Regions from separate parts of the Mus musculus genome. Here regions 2 and 3 are each linked to region 1. The links are chromatin contacts, called in public promoter capture Hi-C maps. All regions are on one chromosome and are shown on one strand. Each heading gives the region's core, a stretch centred on a gene start, on an enhancer-like site or on the middle of the called end of the contact. The rest is flanking DNA. Distances are from core to core; before and after follow the strand shown.

The links. Promoter capture Hi-C pulls out the DNA fragments that hold promoters and counts their contacts.
Region 2: a contact with region 1 is called in a promoter capture Hi-C map of second pharyngeal arch cranial neural crest. The contact joins the promoter of Alx1 here to the promoter of Rassf9 in region 1. A contact is called at or near these places in 6 of 39 promoter capture datasets (cranial neural crest, frontonasal cranial neural crest, liver and 3 more).
Region 3: a promoter capture Hi-C map of second pharyngeal arch cranial neural crest shows a contact between it and region 1. The contact joins the promoter of Lrriq1 here to the promoter of Rassf9 in region 1. A contact is called at or near these places in 4 of 39 promoter capture datasets (cranial neural crest, frontonasal cranial neural crest, liver and 1 more).

Annotation. Positions count from the first base shown.
Region 1 is chr10:102,510,797-102,515,069 of GRCm38.p6, reverse strand. Rassf9 (Ras association (RalGDS/AF-6) domain family (N-terminal) member 9) reads right to left here and starts at 2,848. Exons shown (of 2, transcript NM_146240.4): 1 at 2,486-2,848. The coding sequence starts at 2,532.
Region 2 is chr10:103,026,236-103,030,162 of GRCm38.p6, reverse strand. It overlaps Alx1 (ALX homeobox 1), which reads left to right and starts at 1,386. Exons shown (of 4, transcript NM_172553.4): 1 at 1,386-1,782. The coding sequence starts at 1,557. It overlaps Gm34298, which reads right to left and starts at 1,178. Exons shown (of 4, transcript XM_006514426.1): 1 at 1,107-1,178; 2 at 825-962; 3 at 300-429; 4 at 1-54. The coding sequence starts at 1,178.
Region 3 is chr10:103,234,901-103,238,857 of GRCm38.p6, reverse strand. It overlaps Lrriq1 (leucine-rich repeats and IQ motif containing 1), which reads left to right and starts at 2,536. Exons shown (of 26, transcript NM_001163559.2): 1 at 2,536-2,582.

The sequences.
Region 1 (4,273 bases), core at 1,599-4,098:
TAGCGTCATTCTCTTCACTATCTTGATAACATAACAACATGTTAATTCTTTTTTGTTTTACAAATTATACATATATATTCATAAACCCACAAAATGTGTATCTTACAGAATACATTTTAGTTGGTTTGTTAGTTCCTATGAGATAACTATTATCAATTACATTCTCTGTTAAGCATCTGACTGCCTCATCATTTAGTGAACAGATCTGTTATTTAGGTGGTCAGGTGAGGTTACTTAAGCCCTATAGATCCTGGTCAATGAAGTGGATAAAAGTAACCCTGAAATCATTTCATTAGTTGTTTTTCTGTGAGATGGTATACAGACCAACCCAAACAACAAGACCTCATATATACTGCCATATTATTTCAAGGCCCAAAATGACATTTTTAATACTCAGTTTCAAATGCTCATAATTTTATGTCATTGACTTATGCTGTTCTCTCTCTCTCTCCTCTCCCTCTCTCTGTTTCTCTCTCTGTGTCTCTTTCTCTCTCTGTCTCTCTGTCTCTGTCTCTGTCTCTCTGTCTCTCTCTCTGTCTCTCTCTCTCTCTCTGTCTCTCTCTCTCTCTCTCTCTTTCTTTCTTTCTCCCACCTCTGTTTTTACTCGAGGCTAAAAAGTAAAAAATCTGTAAAAGGAAGCAATTAATCACTGGAGTAGCTTGCACACATCCTCCTCATTACTGCCTTTGCTCACACCCTCAAATTGAGGTCTTCATAAATCATGACCCTTAGCAACAGCTTTCTGTTTTCTCAAGGGCTACCTGAAATGCTGTTAAACTTCCAGTTTTTCTGTTCTTATCTCTTCATCACAATTTTTGAGTTTAAAGTATCCTGCTGAGAGTGTTTGTTTTATGGCTAGACCAGAAGGCTCAGTCACAGAAGCAACACAATGGAAACAGACTATGGAGTTTGATAAAGGACATTCAGGGGTGCATTCAAAGGTTTTAGTGCTCTCTTCTTGGTACACAAGTGATGAAATCCATAAACTGGTGAAGCACTCTTCACAACCAACAATTCCGAAGACAGGATTTGGTTGCAGAAGCACAATTTGTTAAAAAAAAAAAGAAAAAAAAAACAATAAACCCAAAATACTTTTTACACAATTTCATAGTGTTTAAAGAAATATGAAAATGCTACAGTAGTAACCCAACTAGAATCCACAGCTGAATTGAGGCAGGGAAGCTGGAGTTGGTTTATCTGGAATATTATTAAAGACCTTGTCACTACTAATACATGAAGCTAGTTGTAATGGTTATCACAAGCTATTAAAATGAACTGAAACCATTGTCTCGTAACATGTAATAAAGCATCCTGATTTAAAAAATACAATATTTATCATATTTGTCACACAAGTAACACATACAAGTGATTAAGACGGCTTCACAGTATATACTATAGCTTTTGTAGTTTCTTAAAGAAATTCAATCAACTAAATCAAGTAGATATTCGTGTACAAAACAGAGGCGCGCAGAATCACGTTAAAGTCGTATTCCTGTATTATCAGGCAGACACTTTAAAATAATTATATCATTTCCTACCTTGTAATTGTATCCATTTAAATTTACACTAAGCAGAAGATGACAAGCGCAAACAGGCATAATGAAGAGGAGAGAAGAATGGCTGGAAAGCCCATTTTATTATATCTGCCAAAACAGATATATTAAAAAAATAAATCCTGTCTCAAATAATCATTTCATTGTTTGCATAAAATGTAATATTTGAGTATAAGTAAATTAGTTATGGTAGTGAAATATATAGATATTATCCCATTATTCCAAATCCCCCCTTCCAATCTCTCTCTCTCTCTCAGTATGCAGAGTACATGCATTAACTCTAAGTATAGTGGCAATAATAAAGTGAAGCACATAGCTGCTTGTCTCCTCTTTGAACGCCTAAGCCACCTAAAGTTCTCAAAGACACACAGTCCATTAAGAGCTCCTTCTGGGAATGTTCGCAATTGGGAACTTTCCAGATTTTAGAAATGCTCCACTCTTAGAGGGGACCAAAGCATTGTTTCCAGATTGTATCAGCAGTTGTACTTTTTTTTTTTAATTTTTCCTTTCAATAAGTGATTAGAAATCCTAGTTGTATCTTTCCCAAACTCTTAAGCTTTTTCAAAAAGAGATATTCTAATGCAACGCTTAAACTAAACCAGATCTTGTGATTCTTCTCTCCCCAAAAGTTCAAGACAAAGTAAAGAGAAAATGTTAGTGTTAGTTAGTGTACTCAGACTGCCATAAAGGGAAAAGAGAGTTAAAAATCAGTCATGATTTCCCATGATCCTTGTTCGGGATACGTCCATCGTCAATACAGGACCTATGGTCTGAAGAGCTAGCTGGGTCTTCATTCTAGATCCCGACCGACTCGCCAAACAGTTCTCATCAGAACCAAAGGCTTAGGGAACTGAATCCAACACACACACACACACACACACACACACACACACACACACACACACACGCACTCATTTTTTTTTTTTTTTTACCTGTTTTTATGTCGTGTCTTCAGTAAGTTTCTTCCAAAGGGAGCCATGGTCTGTCCGGCAAGGCAAGCAAATAACACAGTCCTTATCTCAAAGTAATCTGGGCCCTGGGAGGGGTGTCTGGGTCTCTCTGGTGAAAGGAGGAAGGCTGGAGGCTTCCTTTTCAACTCCTCAGATGTTCCTTGCTTTCAAGCTCATTAGCAGCTGGCTGAGAGAGTTGCTGGAAGTTGTGCAATTGCTGCCTAACTTTGAACTGCGGGATTGTTGTGGCTGCTGTGCCTAGGGAGACCAGCCCAGCTTCAGCCTGGAAGAAGGTGTGTGTTTGGAAGCTCAAAAGATAGAGGAGAGGGAGGAGAGAGAGGGAGAGAGGAAGAGGGAGAGTCAGAGAGGGAGGAAGGGTGGAGAGGAGGGAGGAAGGGAAAGAGAGAGGAAGGGAGGGAAGGAAGGAGGGGAGAGCCTCTATTGTGTGTTGTAGCTATTTGCCAACTAGCTAAACTCTAAGACCTGCCAACCCTACAGGCATGGTAATAGCCATGGAATGGGAATTGCACTCGACTTGGAACCCCCCCCCCCCTTTCCTGCTTTCCACACCCAGCCACACAAGGTGTACACACATAAAAGATTTAAAGCTACCCCCCTCCCCCCTGCGGCCTCCTGCCAGCCAGCTCCAGTCAGTGAAAAGTAATCTGATCTTGGCAAACAGGAATGAGCAGGAGGAACGCTTCCCCTACCTACTCCATACACACAAAATAAAAACCCTCCCCTTCCCTGAATGCAAGCGTGGTAAGGCCAGTTGAGCAGTGCAGCAACTAAGAAAGCAGGTTCCCTGGCTCTCCATTAAAAAACAAAAAAGGGTGGGGAAACCGTGAAGGACCAAGGGCTGCTGGGTTAACTGATCACTGCCCAATGATATAGCTGGCTTCCTAAGGTGCTGGCATCCGTCAGCCTTTGGAGACCACATGCTGTGTCTCAGGGACCTTGGGAGTGCCCTAGGAAAAGTGAGCTGCTTGCCATCACCACCTTTAACTACTGAACAGTAGAAGGAGTCTATGGAACTAAAATTGGTATACTATCAAAATGTGTGTGTGTGTGTGCGTGTGTGTGTGTGTGTGTGTGTGTGTGTGTGTGTGTCTGCTGGTATGTAAAACTTTAACCTATGACCTGGACGAGACAGACAGACAGACACAGGAGCTATAAAATGTGTGTGTGTGTGTGCGTGTGTGTGTGTGTGTGTGTGTGTGTGTGTGTGTGTCTGCTGGTATGTAAAACTTTAACCTATGACCTGGACGAGACAGACAGACAGACACAGGAGCTATAGGAGGATAAGTGTCCAGGGGAAAGTTCCTGGAGGATTTACTCTGAGCCTTATTTTGAAGAATCTGCTATCACCCCCCACCCCCCCACACACACACCAGCAATGACTCCCTAAAACACAACCCAGTTCCTAATCACATGCCTGTGGGGTTGGGAGGGAGGGAGGAGGGAGGGAAAAATGGGCTTGCCGGCCTTACAATTTCCCTTTTCAGGCTGATGTCTTGAGTCCCAGCAAAGCACACAGATGGACACTGTTTTCTATGGAAATCCCGTCTGGACAGCAGCATCAGCAAGCAAGACATGGTTGGAAGGAGTCGTTTTATTCTTGTACACACTTCAATGTTCAGGATTTCAAAGTGATAGGAAGACCCATTTTCATTATGTAATCACAACTTCATTTGTAGGATATATATGCATATGTTTTTATTTAACTAAAATTATATTTTTCTTTATAATCTTATCTAAGATATGCATGTG
Region 2 (3,927 bases), core at 137-2,636, 520 kb before region 1:
TGCTGTAATTGCCAACGTAACCCGGAGAAAAGGGGCAGCCGCTGTGGAAGGCCTCTGTGGTGAGAGAGGAAGGTTATGTCAGGATCGGTGGGCAGAGACCTCCCTTGTCCATAATTTGTAGGGGAGTTTCACCAAATTTGCAAGCTTGGCTGATCTATTGCAAATGGCTTCTTGAGTGTGCCCAAGGCAAGGAACTCTTTTTTTTCCCTCCCCCGCCTCAGACGCCTCGGGCTCCTCAGAAGCTGAAGTGGGGCACAAGGCCAAGCAGAATGGTTTTCATCTCCAAAGCGCCGTTTTACCTTCGCTAGCATCCCGGTCAGCTGGACCAAGGAAGGGTTTTGGGTCCGCAACTGTGAGTCCAACCCCAGTCCGCGGAGCCACTAGCTTCTGCAACACTCTTTTCGAAGGCACCGCCCCAACTCTTGAAACCTGTATATAGTACAACTTTTGTTAAAACACTCTGACCGCATTCATCTCCCAACGCTGTTTTGCGTGATGAGTTCCTCTGACCTCCACTAAGAAAGGGGTTTCAGGGCCACTTGTCTCTATGAATTTTCAATAATAGTAATAATAATAACAACAACAACAACAATACATTTTGTCCTAATGATTCGTGTGGACCAAGAATGAGGTGGTTATTGTTTGGTATTGGTAAAATCAAATATTCAAAGACTCTCCCTCAACCTTCCATTCCGTTAGATGCCACTGCATCCTTACTCCGGTGCATCCGACAGCAAACGAGAAGGCCAGGGCCTTGTAAGGGAGAGCGCTGCGGCCGCCACGACGCCAGCCTTTTAGGTTAGAGGCAACCTCGGCCCCTTTACCTCCAGCAAGCCGGTTAACAGCCGCCGCTGTATCCGGCGTCTTGGGCTCAGATTAATGTGGATCTTCCATGTAAACGATTTACGGATGAAATAAAAGCTCTTTAGAGCAATACTTCCTTTCAAGTTCTTAAGATGCCTCTAAATCTTCTGGGAGTGAGTGGCTGGGGTGGGGGCGGGGTGTACAGCGGGTGTTGGGGGAGTGGGGGTGGGGGGTAGCGGGGGTGGGGGAGATGGCCCGGCAAGGCCTCTGGGAGTGGAGCGTTAACCGCTCTGCGTTCTCACCAGGCTCCTCGGCAATGCCAGTCCCACTGTCGAGGCGACTACGATTCTGGGTGTCCTTGTCTCTCCTGGCATTTGTCTGAAATGGAACTGTCTGTCTGAACTAGGCCGGGGACGCGCCCTACCCTGGGTAAGGAGGGAAGATGGGGGTGGGGTGGGGGAGGAGGGGGCCTGGGGTGGAGTTAGTCCTTGCCTATTTTCATATTCATTAGGACTGGGAGGTTGCCGGAGGAGCCCAGCTGAGTTTCAAGATATAAAAGCAACTTCGGGTGCCCCTTCTGCAGCCGGGACGTATTAAGAGTCTGGGAGCTGGGCAGCTCCTGGCGTCGCAGGTCTCGCTTCCCCTTTCCCTCCTCTCTGACCCTCCCTACTCCCGCCCACTGCTCCCTCCTCCCTCCGCGCCCTCCAGCCTCCGCACGCCCCGGAGAGCTCGCGGACAGCCTTTCCAGGATTATGGAGTTTCTGAGCGAGAAGTTTGCCCTGAAGAGCCCGCCAAGTAAAAACAGTGACTTTTACATGGGCACAGGAGGCGCGTTGGAGCACGTTATGGAGACGCTGGACAATGAGTCCTTTTACGGCAAAGCGACGGCTGGCAAATGCGTGCAGGCCTTCGGGCCGCTGCCGCGAGCGGAGCATCACGTGCGCCTGGACAGGACTTCGCCCTGTCAGGACAGCAGCGGTAAGTCACCAGCACCCCGGCTGACCTCCAGCCCCCAACCCCATCCTAATCCCTACTCCCTAGCGGCCTGACCAGGGCTCCAAACTGAGCCCCAGTCTCAGCCATCCTTCCCCGAAGTGAGGTACGGTGCGGGTCGAAGTAAAGAAATGTGGCAAGAGGAATCCAGATTGCTGGGGACCGGGCGCCGCGCACTCTGGGACTCCCGCAACCGGCCGGGGTCCAGAGCTAAATCCTGCCGGATTCTATTTCACTTTCGGATAGAGTTCACAACTGGACAAGAAGGATCTGACCAGGATCACAGTGTAGGTTAACAGGACTCCAAATAAGTCATAATTGAGTTAAAATACCGCACCACCGCTGTGAACCCTCCAGGATGCCGGGGCTCGGGGATGTGAAATCCATCACTAGATGTCATAGTGGTCAGGAAAACCAAAATCTTTGAGCTCTTTTATGTGTGCATGAGTGGGAAGCTACGAAACCGTTTTTAATGTCCTAGGAGTGACGACATTTTTATTGTATTTCTCTGTTGCTATATATATATTAGCTTGTGTGAACTTAAGTTTCTGCCGATTTTCTTTACTTCTTTATTGCGTTTGTGATGAGCAAACATACATTTTGGTAAAAAACCTAATCATTTTAGCTTTTGGGCAAAGCATTCCGGATAAAAACCACTCACTTGGGGATTCTGCATTGTCTGTTTTTCTTCTTCCACATAAAATGTCACCTAAGGAGCCTTTCGGAGTGTTTCTGGACAGAATCTTCAACTCTGAATGCCAGACTATCTCCAAGTCAAAATGTTATCAAAACAAACCATCTATCTTTTTCTATCTTGTAGCCCAGTGCAATCCCTATCATTTCACATCCCGACAGTTAAAACAGGTTTATGATTCTAAGAGGACTTTTCCTTATCATGGTGTATACGCCGCCCTTAAATGGCAAGGAAAGAAGCGGGGCGCTTTAAAACAACAAACGAATTAAGTGTGAAATATTTACAACAAGCCACCGCCCCCTATTTTAATGGAGGTTCAAAAATCTGGCAAGACCTTTTCACTTTCGGGAGCTGATTCGCACAACACTCTATACAGATTTTAAACGAATCTCACATTCTACTCGTTTTATTCAGTGCAGAGGGCGACTTTTGACTTGGCCGGTTAGAACAAAAAATGCACATAATAAATGCCCGTGTTTTTTTTTTAGTGGATTTCAATCGTTTATTTGGAAAGACTGGAACAACCAATATTACATACAAGAACTTTTTGGCTTCCTGGCTTCATTTCGGTGGTGTTAAGTGTTTTCGGCTCTCTTAGATGCGTGCCTGAAGTTATTTGAACTGACAGGATTTTTACAAATGGTTTTGTAGTGGCCTGCGTTAACTGCTAGAGAAACCCCACCGTGCTTTAAATTGTCGGGGAAAAGGAAAAGAGGAATGGTGATTGGTTTGGAGTGCTTCATTTACTTTTAAATGTTCATCACCCTGTTGGGAAGAATTTTTAACTGGAAAATATGGAATAAAATGAACAAGGATGGTTATCGGCTACGTTGAAGAAAAAGCGGTCTTTCTCCAGTCCTGCCCCCAGCGTCTTTGCGGCTTCCCCTCCCCCCTCTAATTGCCGCAGTTCCCGGGTTTTAACTCTTGTCTGCGAAGACAAAACCTTATTGTTGATCAGTCATAGCTGTCTTCATATTTATTTTTACAGCACATCCTCCTTTGCATAAAATCGATGTGCAATATATGTTATGTAGACAATAAAATTCAATGTATTCGTGGAACACATAAAAAGGTTCTTCAAACAGTTAAGAGGAATCCCCCTCCCCCCCACCACCCCCCACCCTCTTTTAAAGAAGCAAATAAGAATAGATGAGTCCTGGGAAATCACTCTTCTGGTTGGGTTAACTTTGTTTTTCTTACAAAACAACGACAACAACAACAACAACACAAGCCCAAACTGCACTATTTCCTTATGTTCGTTGTATCTGTCTGTAAATTTTTATGATGCAATATATGTTTCCTGTCATGCTGCAAGCTTGAACTCCGATCTCAAGTAAATTATTAAAATTGACATAACTCTTGACAGAATGCAAACTGTTGTTTTAAATTTTATCTTGTTTATTTTTGTATTTTTGTGCTTTTCATTTCTAAGCGTA
Region 3 (3,957 bases), core at 1,287-3,786, 720 kb before region 1:
TATAAAGAACTCAAGAAGGTGGACCTCAGAAAATCAAATAACCCCCTTAAAAAATGGGGCTCAGAACTGAACAAAGAATTCTCACCTGAGGAATACCGAATGGCAGAGAAGCACCTGAAAAAATGTTCAACATCCTTAATCATCAGGGAAATGCAAATCAAAACAACCCTGAGATTCCACCTCACACCAGTGAGAATGGCTAAGATCAAAAATTCAGGTGACAGCAGATGCTGGCGAGGATGTGGAGAAAGAGGAACACTCCTCCATTGTTGGTGGAATTGCAGGCTTGTACAACCACTCTGGAAATCAGTCTGGCGGTTCCTCAGAAAATTGGACATAGTACTACCGGAGGATCCAGCAATACCTCTCCTGGGCATATATCCAGAAGAAGCCCCAACTGGTAAGAAGGACACATGCTCCACTATGTTCATAGCAGCCTTATTTATAATAGCCAGAAACTGGAAAGAACCCAGATGCCCCTCAACAGAGGAATGGATACAGAAAATGTGGTACATCTACACAATGGAGTACTACTCAGCTATTAAAAAGAATGAATTTATGAAATTCCTAGCCAAATGGATGGACCTGGAGAGCATCATCCTGAGTGAGGTAACACAATCACAAAGGAACTCACACAATATGTACTCACTGATAAGTGGATACTAGCCCAAAACCTAGGATACCCACGATATAAGATACAATTTCCTAAACACATGAAACTCAAGAAAAATGAAGACTGAAGTGTGGACACTATGCCCCTCCTTAGAAGTGGGAACAAAACACCCATGGAAGGAGTTACAGAAACAAAGTTTGGAGCTGAGATGAAAGGATGGACCATGTAGAGACTGCCATATCCAGGGATCCACCCCATAATCAGCATCCAAACGCTGACACCATTGCATATACTAGCAAGATTTTATCGAAAGGACCCAGATGTAGCTGTCTCTTGTGAGACTATGCCGGGGCCTAGCAAACACAGAAGTGGATGCTCACAGTCAGCTAATGGATGGATCACAGGGCTCCCAATGGAGGAGCTAGAGAAAGTACCCAAGGAGCTAAAGGGATCTTCAACCCTATAGGTGGAACAACATTATGAACTAACCAGTACCCCTGAGCTCTTGACTCTAGCTGCATATGTATCAAAAGATGGCCTAGTCGGCCATCACTGGAAAGAGAGGCCCATTGGACACGCAGACTTTGTGTGCCCCGGTACAGGGGAACACCAGGGCCAAAGGGGGGGAGTGGGTGGGTAGGGGGGTGGGGGTGGGTGGGTAAGGGGGACTTTTGGTATAGCATTGGAAATGTAAATGAGCTAAATACCTAATAAAAAATGGAAAAAAAAAAAATATTTCCTTTTAGAATATAATGCCTTGCTGAAAGCTTCAAACTATAAAACCATTATCTATCTATCTATCTATCTATCTATCTATCTATCTATCTATCTATTTCCACAAGGCGTGTTTCTGGTTTTAATTTTTTTCCTTTGATAAATCAATTGCTTCACAAAAATCCTTTTAAAGACAACAATCCAAGAAAACATATTGTTATAGTATTCACATTTTAAAGATTGTCAGTTTCAAAGACTGAACTTAACTGAAGAAGGCAGCCTGCTGTGTTCCAGTCACAACCTGCGGGAGGGGCCTCTGGGATGGGCGTTTCCCTGCCAGCCATGGGAGAGAAGCAAGTCTCCCGCTGCCCCCACAGGTGCACTGACCACCCAGCAGGCTACACAGTGGCCCATCAGCCCTAGCCGCAAGGGTCACAGTGCATATTGCATATACACTTCTACTTGACAATCTAGACTCAAGAAAGCAGAAAACTTGAGCCCACCAGAGGAGTGGGTCAGCCAGTCTAGATTTCTGCTAGACAGCCAAACAGCAGGAATGACACGGGTTGACTGTAGTAAACCATCATTTATTAAAGTAATACATTTTATGAATGTATATAGTTGCTCTGCAAGAAACACTTTGACACAGTTTTAAAAATTGAACCCATAGAACTTCAGGATTTGTATTGAGTAGTTTCTGTCAATATTGTATAATCTTTATATTATTATATAGGAAATAAGTTTTCAAATTTGCTACATCATACTAGGCTAGGATTAAAATTTTTGATAGGCATTAATTCATAACTAGAAATTATTTAATTCTTGAAAAAACTATTCTCATGGAAAGCAAGCTATTCATTGGCGTTTTCTCCACATCTCTGCGTCAAAAATCACTTTTGAAACACAGGTTTTGTAAAAGATATAGTGTCTATATACATATCCAGTAGACAAATGTTCTTTGCTCAAAAACAAAATCACCTCTACTTGAATCATTATAACAAAAAGGCATATCGTCATTAAATAATTCACCAAACTATATAAGTATTAATAGCAACCTCGAGAAAAAAAAAAAAAAAGATTTCCTCCTCCAGGTCCCGAAATGCAATTCTAATTCCAAAGTAGAATCAAAGTTGTTTGTCCTGCTAGGGCACCGGTAAGGAAGGGCTGCTCCACAGTCTGCAGATTGGCTGTTGCCATGGCTACGGTTTGTTGAGCGTCTGTGGGCGCTGTCTTGCAGGAAGTCCAGATAGCGTTGGTGAGTGAGGAGGGTGTCTGTGAGTGGGTCTGCTGTGATTATCGGGATGCGCCCAGTCCAGTCGCCAGGTCACTGAGCGGCCACTGCAGGCTGGACTCCTGGAAGGACCTGGGACTGCGCAGTACGCGGGACTCCAGCCCCTTCCTTTAACGATTCTCCGAGCTCTGTCAAAAGAGAAGCCAGTCATGCTCCTCTGACTGCACCCCACCTCAACTGTCCGTTCTCTTCTTCCCATCCACCTCCGACCCCTTTACCCGTATGTAATGATTTTGTTGTTCTTACTTTACGGGTGCATTTCCCTGTTCCCTGGCTGACTAGGAGAGCCCTACTCTTTTCCTACTTTTAGATAATTAGCGAGCTCGGTGATTCACTACCAGCGTGAAGTAGTCTAAGGAAGCTTCCTGACACCAGGAGCCTAAGGAGAAAGTTGTTTTCCGAACATTTACATATGCGTCTAGGTGTAAACTTTAGGTGTTCATGTCCCAGGCAACACAGAAAGTGGCCAGGAAATCGCTTGTGGGAAAGGAAGAAATCTGATGTCCATAGCTAGAGGAGAGGAAAGTACAGGTTTTTGTTTTACCCTCTTAGCTTATTAGATACTAGTTCAGTTTGGTGTGGAGAGGACTCCGATGAGGTAACATGTAAGGTGAGTCTATATAGGAAAGGAATACTGAGTGGGGCATAATTTAGTAGGTGGCAAGTCTGATTTAGAGAACAAGAAGAGTGCTTATACGGTATGAAGCAGGTGGTTCCCTTGTGTGTCACTATTCCTGGAGAGATGTGAACAAAAAACTACTCACTGCAGGTGGTCCATCCATGGCAGACCAAAATAAGGGTGCCAACCAAATCCAACTCGGTGAACCAATCAGTTTTATTGGAGTTCCGTAAATGAATACCGTTAATGAGCTATTTTTAGGAACAGAAATGACTGAAAGACAGCTGGATCACCAAAAGCCTACTCCAGCTTGTGTGAGAGCTCAGAACTGCTGGGAATGCGAGGCACAGTGCATAGTCTGGGAGAAGCTCACATGAGCTAGAGGACTGGAAAGCAATTTAGTGGTGAGAGGATCGCTGACTTTGGACACAGCAGCTCTGAGTTAAGGTTCTGTCCCCCTTATACATTAACTTATTGGCTTTAGATGCTTAAAAAGCCATTTCATGTATTTTGTTTGTGAGGGTTTTTTTGTTTGTTTGTTTTTTAAGCTTTATTTATTTTATATATGTGAGTACACTATAGCTGTCTTCAGACACACCAGAAGAGGGCATCGAATCCCATTGCAGATGGTTGTGAGCCACCATGTGGTTGCTGGGAATTGAACTCAGGACCTCTGGAAGAGCAGTCAGGGCAGTTAACTACAGAGCCATCTCTCTGGCC